Regions from separate parts of the Zea mays genome. Here region 2 is linked to region 1. The links are chromatin contacts, called in public Hi-C maps. All regions are on one chromosome and are shown on one strand. Each heading gives the region's core, a stretch centred on a gene start, on an enhancer-like site or on the middle of the called end of the contact. The rest is flanking DNA. Distances are from core to core; before and after follow the strand shown. Region 1 holds the start of LOC100192839. Region 2 holds the start of LOC100193117.

Evidence for each region. Hi-C and Micro-C count contacts between places; a contact is called where the count stands out from the background.
Region 2: a Hi-C map of ear shows a contact between it and region 1, with 1.7 times the contacts expected there. The contact joins the promoter of LOC100193117 here to the promoter of LOC100192839 in region 1. A contact is called at or near these places in 3 of 25 Hi-C or Micro-C datasets (ear, leaf and tassel).

Annotation. Positions count from the first base shown.
Region 1 is chr5:162,735,955-162,740,994 of Zm-B73-REFERENCE-NAM-5.0, forward strand. It overlaps LOC100192839, which reads right to left and starts at 2,224. Exons shown (of 9, transcript NM_001138030.1): 1 at 1,934-2,224; 2 at 1,484-1,645; 3 at 757-867; 4 at 61-137. The coding sequence starts at 1,607.
Region 2 is chr5:162,874,117-162,879,051 of Zm-B73-REFERENCE-NAM-5.0, forward strand. It overlaps LOC100193117, which reads right to left and starts at 1,829. Exons shown (of 8, transcript NM_001138278.1): 1 at 1,647-1,829; 2 at 1,270-1,406; 3 at 1,089-1,165. The coding sequence starts at 1,378.

The DNA.
Region 1 (5,040 bases), core at 974-3,473:
TCACATTTTACAAAAGCTCTATAGAACAAACCAACAAAAGCACTTCGTTTCGACGACAACCTCTATTTGTTTTGTAAGTTTGCCATCCGTTATGATACAAGCAATCTCCAAAATCCGATCTTTTGTTATATCCAAACCTACAAAGTCGAGGAAGTGCATGTTTAATTGCTTACATAACATTAAACATATAAGGCTGTCTAAATGCAAAAGATAGCAAAATAACTATTTTTTAGTTGACTATCTATCCACAAAACAATCTGGAAACATTAAAAAATATTATTTCTAAGATGTAACAACTCTTTCCAGCATTAACATATTCACAGAAATCATTATGAAATATTCCGATTTTTTTTTTGCACTTTAAGTAGATCTTCTTATAGACAACACAAGTTTTCTCAAAAAATGTAAAATTGAATCCCTCACGGTCTGGAATTTGTCCAGTTGTGCAATAGAAATCTATGACAGGCCATATTCACTATGCAAAAGCACATCATATGAAACCATGAATGGCACTACAATTTGTATGTTCTGAAAAGTATGGACAAATTCTTCGAAAAAAATCATGGAAAACCCATGCTATGCAACACACGAGCTGTTAAAAGTTATTACAGAACATAATATTGTAATTTAAAATTATATTGTAATTTAAAATTATATTATGAAAACAAACAAACAAGTAAATAATAATGCACCACCGAAACTGAATTCCCTGATGATTTTCAGATTAAAGAATGTATAAGTTTAGAAAAGACTCACCGGTCATTTCCAAGTCTATCCACACCAAAGGCATCCTGTAATCACTAGATGATGATACAAGTGCTGCCTCCTCATAGTTTACTGCAGTTGTGTCATTCTGCTCATTTTTATCTGGAAAGAAAATGAAATTTCCAATTAAATCAATGTTTTTGATAAAAAATGAAGATTTGGAACAGCTACAGTAGCATGTGGTCATAAACAATGACACATAATACGTGCTGTCAAAAGTAAAAAATGAGGTTCTTCTACCAAAAATATATTAATTGTCTCTCCGTTGCTACAATAATCTAATTCAAAACTTTAGGTAAAAACAGGTTTCCCAATAGTGCTAGCACCAAAAAAAATGGTGCCAGCAATGCGTTCCTCAAATGCAGGGTCAAATTTGCTTTTAGCACTGGGCCCCTAAATTACTGAGTAGAACTTTCTGTTTCGAATAAAAAACAGGACAAAGACAAGAAGGGCTCAATAACCTTGGCAAATTGCTGCATATTACCAAGACATTAGAGTATATAATCATCATGCAATGACAAAAATCTGGTCGGTACTATTTTCTCATCAATTTAATTGTCCTTGTAGACTCATCTTGACCACCAAATAGGTGTAGCCAATTAAACTTGCAGGGATATAAATGAACCAGAAATGCAATTCCCATGGAGAATAAAGAAAGAACACTACTTAATATATCCACAAGTTCCATTCAAGATGGAAGGGCTAAAAGAGCACCAACCAGGTTTGCTTGCAGCAGTTTTGTCTGTGCTGGAAGACGCCTGTGGTACTTCAGCTCGGCCAACATCTTCATTGCTTTCAGCATCCAGACAAAGAGCCGAGAACATATTTGCAAGCTTACTCATTTAAAAAAATATTGATCTTGAGCTGATACAGTTGAATCCTGCAATTCAGGGTCGGACCCAGTAAAAAAATATTGATCTTGAGCTGATACAGTAACTCTAACAAAATCCTCCCATACTTTAGACTTCAACTTCCTCTTACACCCAACCTGTGCAGCATCATCTATTTCAACAACATCATTCCTTGTCCCTTGGGTTGCTGCATCAGATGGAGTGGGATCTCTAGAGCTACCAGCATCAGCAGGAGCTGCTCCTATGCCACTGCGACGACTGCTACTGTCTTGTGGAGTTGACATTGGGCTTCTAACTAAGTACTGACTACTGAGTACCTGAGGGTCTGAAGGGCGGCGTTGATCTGCTGGTCGATCCGCGGTGAAGCCGTCGATCTGCTGGTCCGAGGGCCTTGCGTGAGCGCTGCGCCGCGCGACGGGAGGAACGACGAGTGGGGGCCGACGGACGGCGCAGCTCGGGGGCGCAGCCGCGCAGCTCGGGCCTCGGGGACGGCGCAGGCGCAGCTCGGGCCACGACGGACGACGCAGGCACAGCTCGGGCCTCGGGGACGGCGCAGGCGCGCAGCTTGGGGGCGCAGCCGCGCAGCTCGGGGCGGGAGCGGGGCAGCGGGCTGGGCGGTTGGCGGCTGGCGGGTGGGAACTGGGAAGTGGGAACTTAGGGTGCCGGCTGGGCGCAGGGCGCTGGCGGGTGGGCGGCCGTGAAATTAGGGTTAGCCGGTTAGGGAACTTTGGTTCGTGGAATAGAATGAGTTATCCATTATCACCATATTTCTCATAAGCTAATAATTAGTATATAAATAAGGAGTGGATTGATTTCATTAAAATTGATGGAATGAACCTATAATGCATGACCTCGTGAAGTATAGAATGACTCCACAAACCAAACACACCATTAGGTTTAGTGCCCGTTCGATTCTTCCGGAATGCTTTAGTGGATTGGTTCCGGATTGAAATAGTTCACAAATTTGTATTAGCTTGATAAGTTGAAATGGTTCTGGCCTCTAATCTGGACTAAACGAACAGAGCCTCAGGAGAATACGAACGGGACGGCCCAACCGCGAGTCCACTGCTTTGGGCTTTTTTTTTCTTTGCTTCATGGGCCAAAAACTCAACATGTAAAATTGTGAATTAATATTTTAGGTATCCAGTGGATATCTATGGGTAAAATATACTATTCGTACCCTACCCGACGTATTTCGGGTACCCGACCCGATAGGATCCACGGGTGAGTTTTCCAACCCGTATCCATGTCCACGGGGTACGAAACCCATGGGTATCCATACCCACCAGTCCAATTGTCATCCCTAATTCCATCCTGTTATTCAATATTACTACATTTACTTGTTACTTGTACAATAGCTCTTGATTTTTTATGTCTATATTCAAATCTCTACTACTTATTAAGGCTGTAAAAGTAGCCTGTCGTTTTGCCGTTATGTAATCTCAACCGTCTATTTTATCATTATGCTTTTCAACCGTCTGATCCCACCAGTCGTCCGATCACGCGACCCACCCGCACGGTTGTACCCAATCCCTAACCTCCCAATGCTCCCAACTGCTAGCACGTCGACGCCTCCTCTTTCTCCCCCGCAAGTCCCCAACCCTCCACGGCTCCGATCCGCCTCCGCGCCGCCCCCGCTTCCCACCCACGCTAAGCCCGATGACGAGGACGTCGATGAGGCCCGCGTGACGATGGCCTTCGCGGCTCCAATCCACCTCCGTGCCACCCTCGCTCCCCGCCCGTGTTGAGCCCGAGGAGGACAAGGAGGGCAGCGACGCCAAGGTGGAAGGGACAGGCAGCGCTCGCGGTTGCTGTGAAATCTCTGAGTGGGGAGGCAGTCGCCGCGGTGGGTAGTCCGGCTTGGGCGAGGTGGTGTGGACTGCTGCGGGTCCATCGGTGTTGGTGCGGGAGCGCGTGCCAGGGTCGGATGGCGTCCTAGATCGGCTCTTTCGTCGGAAGGTTGCAGGCGGCGACGCGCACATTCGTGGAGCGGGTCTACGTCGAGAACCGAAGGCCTTCGCCGAGGAGGGTGTGGTCGCCGGCAGCTACAAGGTGCGGTGGGTCAGAGGCGGCGCACGAGGACATCCATAGCCTGCGGCGTCGTGGGCGTGTGCTCATTGTTGTTTCCCCCAGAAGCAGCCATGCTGAAAGGGAATTAGGCTTACACCTAGTTCCTATATAATTTTGGTGGTTGAATTGCCCAACACAAATCTTTGGACTAACTAGTTTGTTCTAGTGTATAAGTTATACAGGTGTCAAAGGTTCACAACATAGCCAATAAAATGACCAAGTGTTGGGTTCAACAAAAGGGCAAAGAGCCAACCGTAGGCCCTCTGGTCTGGGCGCACCGGACTGTCCGGTGTGCCACCGGACAGTGTCCGGTGCACCACCGGACAGTGTCCGGTGCACCAGGGGACTCCAGCTCGAACTCGCCACCTTCGGGAATTTCCAGGGGCTCTCGCGCTATAATTCACCGGACTGTCCGGTGTACACCGGACAGTGTCCGGTGCGCCATGGAGAAGCGGCCTCAGGAACTCTTCAGCTTCGGGAAAAGCCGACGGCTCGTCCGCTATAATTCACCGGACATGTCCGGTGTGCACCGGACTGTCCGGTGTGACTCCAGCGCAACGGCTATCCCGCGCCAACGGCTACCTGCAGAGGCATTAAATGCGCCGCAGCGCGCGCAGACGTCAGGTTTGCCCATACTGGCGCACCGGACAATGAACAGGAGCTGTCCGGTGCGCCACCGGACATCAAGGGTGGCCCACAAGTCAGAACTCCAACGGTCAGATTCCAACGGCACTGATGACGTGGCAGGGGCACCGGACATGTCCGGTGTGCACCGGACTGTCCGGTGCGCCATCGAGCAGACTGGCTCCCCAACGGCCACATTTGGTGGTTGGGGCTATAAATACCCCAACCACCCCACATTCATTGCCATCCAAGTTTTCCAACTTCTAACCACTTACAAGAGCTAGGCATTCAATTCTAGACACATACAAAGAGATCAAATCCTCTCCAATTCCACTCAAGCATTTAGTGACTAGCGAGAGAGATTTGCCGTGTTCTTTTGAGCTCTTGCGCTTGGATCGCATTCTTTCTTTCTCTTTTGCTCTTGTGATCAACACTCAATTGTAACCGAGGCAAGAGGCACCGATTGTGTGGTGGCCCTTGCGGGGAAGTTTTGTTCCCGGTTGATTGAGAAGAAGGAAAGCTCACTCGGTCCGAGGGACCGTTTGAGAGAGGGAAGGGTTGAAAGAGACCCGGCCTTTGTGGCCTCCTCAACGGGGAGTAGGTTTGCAAGAACCGAACCTCGGTAAAACAAATCCACGTGTCACTCTCTTTATTTGATTGCGATTTGTTTTGCTCCCTCTCTTGCGAACTCATTTATTATTACTAACGCTAACCCCGGCTTGTAGTTGTG
Region 2 (4,935 bases), core at 579-3,078, 140 kb after region 1:
CACTCCCTAGCTGAGAAGGGGTGCTCGGCAGATGCTACCACGTACAAGCACATGTTAGCAGAACTCTGTGCCTATGGAGACTTTGATGCTGGTTTGGGCATCTTCAAGGATAGCTTAAAGAGGCGTAAGGTGCCAGATTTTAGAACAATGAAAGGGTTGGTTGAGGGATTGGCAAAGGGAGGCAGGGTGGCTGATGCCAAAGAGGTTGTTGCAGAGGTAAACTAGATGTGTGTGAAAAGGTCCACGTGTGTTTGGTTTCAGGTTCTGTGTAGAACAGAAAATGTGCACATGAATTTCAGGTTTGTGTGTGTCGAAACATCAAGTTTGCGTGTGTAGAACAGAAAATGAGCACATAAAACTTGATTTCTGAATCTGATTTTGTTCACTAGCTGAATGATGTCTACTCTGCAGTTCCTCCCAGTACCGAAGGGAAGAGAATGGGCAGCCTAGAGAAACAGCAAAACGACAAAATCCTGAACTCTCTACTTGCCACAATCCTGAACTCTCTACTTGCCACAAGCTCTGATGAACCACTTGAATTACAGAGCTTAAGCCCCAGAAGAAACTCACAAGCAAGGAGGACTATCACATAAATTATAGGCCTGACAAAGCTGTGGGCACAATAGAAAACTGAATCTGAAAATGCGAGTAGCTGACGACAAAGGTGAGAGAAAGGTCACAGGTAGCTGACGGCGTCACCTCCAGTAGCTAAATCTCTGTCCGTCGCAGCTAAGAGAGAATCCCTGTCCATATCAGCGACTGTGTGTCGTGTGGGTTTCCAAATCATCGAATCCCTTCCCAGCGCCTCAATTTCGTTGAAGCCCAGCGTGTCGTATTTTATAATGTGATTAATGTCAAAATTCTCGTTAAAGGGGGGGGGGGGGGGGGGGGGCATGCAAAGATGCTACACAAACAGGACATTATTTAAGTACATTTCAGTTAATGATTTGAGTCGTCCAAATCCATATCTAAATTGCACATATAATATTGTGTCACCACCTGCAGTAAAAGCTAGATAATTCATCTTTGCAACAAGAACACTGCAAACAGGGAAAATAAGGATAAACACGAAGTGGTTGGTTTCTTACGCATATGGCCTCGTCGTCGGTTTCAAGCGTGCAGGTCCTCGCCGGATGCTCCGGTGTGCCTCTGTGGTCAATGCAAGCTGCGGGGTGGGAAACAGAACAAGGGAGAAAGTTGAGGCTGAGGTTCGCGTCAACGAGGGTGTACCCAAACCCAAGCAAGCGCCTGCAAAACAAGCATCCATACCGAGATTAAAGGTGCGCTTGTAGCCCTTGATGAAGCCGAGGATTTTGTCGTCGAAGTCGAAGCCGGGGTTCCAGATGAGGGAGCCGTAGCCGAAGACCCACAGCACCATCGCGCAGCCTGTGGCGTATCCGATCCCCCTGCGGAAACAGATGCAGAGGCGAGGGTCAAAAATCCACCGTCCCAATCCGAACCATGGTTGCCACCGCGAAGACGGAACCCTCGAGAAAATGAAATCCCAAACACCAAAACCCAATGCGCGCGCGGGAGTATGCAGAGCAGTCTCCGAATCCGACCGCCACACCGCGTACCAATCCAACCCCACCGAAGAATCCCCGTCCATCGAAGACGGTCGGTTGCAGCAATCACCATTCACCTACCTGGAGGAGGAGAGGGCGGAGGTGGGGCGCGGCCGGCAAGAACGACGCGTCGACGGGCACGGGCGGGCGGGCAGGAAGGATCTGAGATTTTGGGGTCCTGTCCCGTTCCCGTCCCGAGCCCCCGCACGGCTCGGTCTTCGGTCTTCCTGCCCTCCTCGCCGACCTGCCTGCCTGGGAATTCGGATGAGAGAAAAAAAGGAGGAAGAAGAGGTGGGTGCGGGACCGCCTTTATATCCCGCCGGACGCCAGCGTACACACGGACCGGGGGGACACGTCAGGCCAGGCGCAGCGAGCGAGGGGATGAGGATCAGGACGGTGGTCACCGGCACGTGATGGCACCCCGGCCTCTCCTGCCGCACCCGGCCGTTTTCCACGGGATCTCGTAGGAAAATGAGCCCCCCTTTTTTTCCTCTCGTGTGTGCGGTTTTGGGGAGGGGGGCATGCACGTGAGAAGGGCATGGGCGCTGTACGGATTTGGGCGGCTCGGAGAAAGGGTTGCTTGCCGCTCGGTTCAAAGTTCAAACGACCAGCAGGTGCAATGAATCTAGACGGGTTTAGGTAGCAGGGGGGCATGGAGATGCTTTGTTCAATGAACGAGGGGGTCAAGGCATTACAACCCTGAGACTCTTACTCACATTTCAAAGTATTAAGAAACAACTAAAAACTGAATAATACTCCATTCTTTCTAAAATATAAGGCATAATTAATTTTTGTTTTTGTCTCTATGCACACGTATATCGATATAGTGATATAGAGAGAATCAAATACATTTATTGGTCTTTAATCTAAATTTAGTCATGTCTTATATACCGGAACGGAGAGAGTACAATCCTAACTCTTTAACATATGTATAAAGACTCAATAGTCAGTTGCTCGTACGTTGCGACGGCTCACAACAATACGCACGTAAACTATCCACCAAAAATATCTCAAGATTTTTTTATTGATTGTCCCCGCTCTCCGCATATATATTTTTTGATTTGACTAACAGAGTCGACATCGTGGTAAAGGAAAGACCATGTAGACATGTGATGTCGAGCCATCGAATGGGTACTGTTGGGTCTATGCTTCGTCGCCGAAGGTCTTACAGGAAGAAGTGGTCTTCGGCTGAAGCTGTTTATATAAGATAGCCGAAGGTTCCTCTTCGTGAAGCTTCGGCATTACAAACCGACTTAAAGATAGAATGACCTTCTAGTCCATAAAGGTCTGAGTCAATGTTGTAAGTTTTTATAAGGGGTATACTTGTAATTCCTCACAGGCTGCGTCCTGTGCCTATAAATAGTGAACAGTATTCCGTTACTGTTCACAGATTCTGGATTGCAATCGCATCTCTCGGAATTCAACCTTTGCCAAGGCATAGGTATTATTGTATTTAATAATTCAATATAATGAATAAATATAATATAATTTATTTACTCATCTTATACCTTTTTTATATTATCTTATGAATATCCATTGAAGTTTTATTACGAAGGTTTAACTTCGTAATTATACTCTTTCCAACCTTCGTCCAAGATTCTTTATCCCGAAGGGAATAATGTCTTAAGGACGAAGGATGTTATTATTTAATATTTTATGTTGCCTTGCTCTTGATTCATAGCATTTGAGAGCAAGTCTCCAACATAGAAGCTGCAAGAAGGGCCGAAGGCAATTGGACTGACTCAAAAGCAATCCATAACATAGATGGAGCCGAAGCCTGTGAACAGTACAAGTTCAGAAGGGAGAAAGCAGCTTCAGCAGATCAGCCAAAGCCTATGCTCTTATGTGAGGACATAGCAGAGCAGAAGGTGCTGTTAGGCTCTCAATTATCCGAAGAGCAGGAAAAAACCTTGATAAGGTTTTTGTTCAATAACAAGGATGTTTTTGCATGGTCAGCCAATGATCTCTGCGGAGTTAATAGAGATGTTATTGAGCACTCGCTCAATGTCGATCCATCCTTCAGACCCAGAAAGCAAAGGCTTCGGAAAATGTCAGATGATAAGGCCGAAGGTGCTCGCAACGAAGTCAAAAGACTCCTCAGTGCAGGAGTTATCAGAGAAGTGAAGTACCCAGAATGGCTAGCTAACACTGTTATGGTAAAAAAGGCCAATGGCAAGTGGCGAATGTGCATCGATTTTACAGATCTTAACAAGGCTTGTCCGCAGGATGAATTCCCACTCCCAAGGATAGACTCTTTAGTTGATGCAGCAGCTTCTTCAAAGCTCATGAGTCTGTTAGACTATTATTCAGGCTATCACCAAATTTGGATGAAGAAGGAAGATGAGCCGAAGACTAGCTTCATAACTCCAAGTGGCACATATTGCTATCTTCGGATGCCTGAGGGGCTCAAAACGCTGGAGGAAGTTTCAGCCGAATGACTGCGAAGGTTCTCCAATCTCAAATAGGCAGAAATGTGTTAACTTATGTTGATGACATCATTGTAAAAAGCACGAAGCAGGAGAATCATATTGCTGATCTGCAGGAGACCTTCGCCAGTTTCAGGCAAGCTGGTTTAAAGTTAAATCCAGAAAAATGCGTCTTCGGAGTGAAGAAGGGGAAATTTCTTGGATGCTTGGTTTCAACAAAAGGAATTGAAGCTAATCCAAGTAAAATTGAAGCTATACTTCGGATGGAGCCACCAACTACAAAGAAGGGGGCTCAAAGATTGACAGGAAGATTGGCATCTCTCAATAGATTCATATCCAGATCAGCAGAGAGAAACTTACCATTCTTCGAAGTGCTGAAGTCAGCCGAAGTCTTTCAATGGGGACCAATCCAGCAGAAGGCTTTCGAAGAACTGAAACAGTATTTGATAGATCTAACAACATTGACTCCACCAATGCCAGGGGCTCCTTTATTATTATATGTGGCAGCTTCGCACTCAGCGGTAAGTGCAGCGCTTGTCCAGGAGAAGCTTGATGGTCAAGTTAAGAGGCAGGCTCCAATATATTTTGTTTCCGAGGTTCTTAGTTTATCAAAGAAAAATTATACAGAGTTGGAGAAGGTATTGTATGCTGTCTTAATGGCCTCCAGGAAGCTTCGGCACTATTTCCAAGCTTACAACATAATTGTTCCTTCTTCACAACCTCTGAAGGATATTATGAGGAACCGAGAAGCTACTGGAAGGATTGGAAAATGGGCTGCAGAGCTCAATGAATTTTGCATTGAATATGTTCATAGATCTTCGATTCAGTCCCAGGCGTTGGCAGACTTCATTGCTGATTGGACGCCAGGGGCTCAGGAGGAGGAAACAAATAAAGACAACGAAGCCTGGACAGTGTTTTGTGATGGATCTTGGGGAACCTTCGGA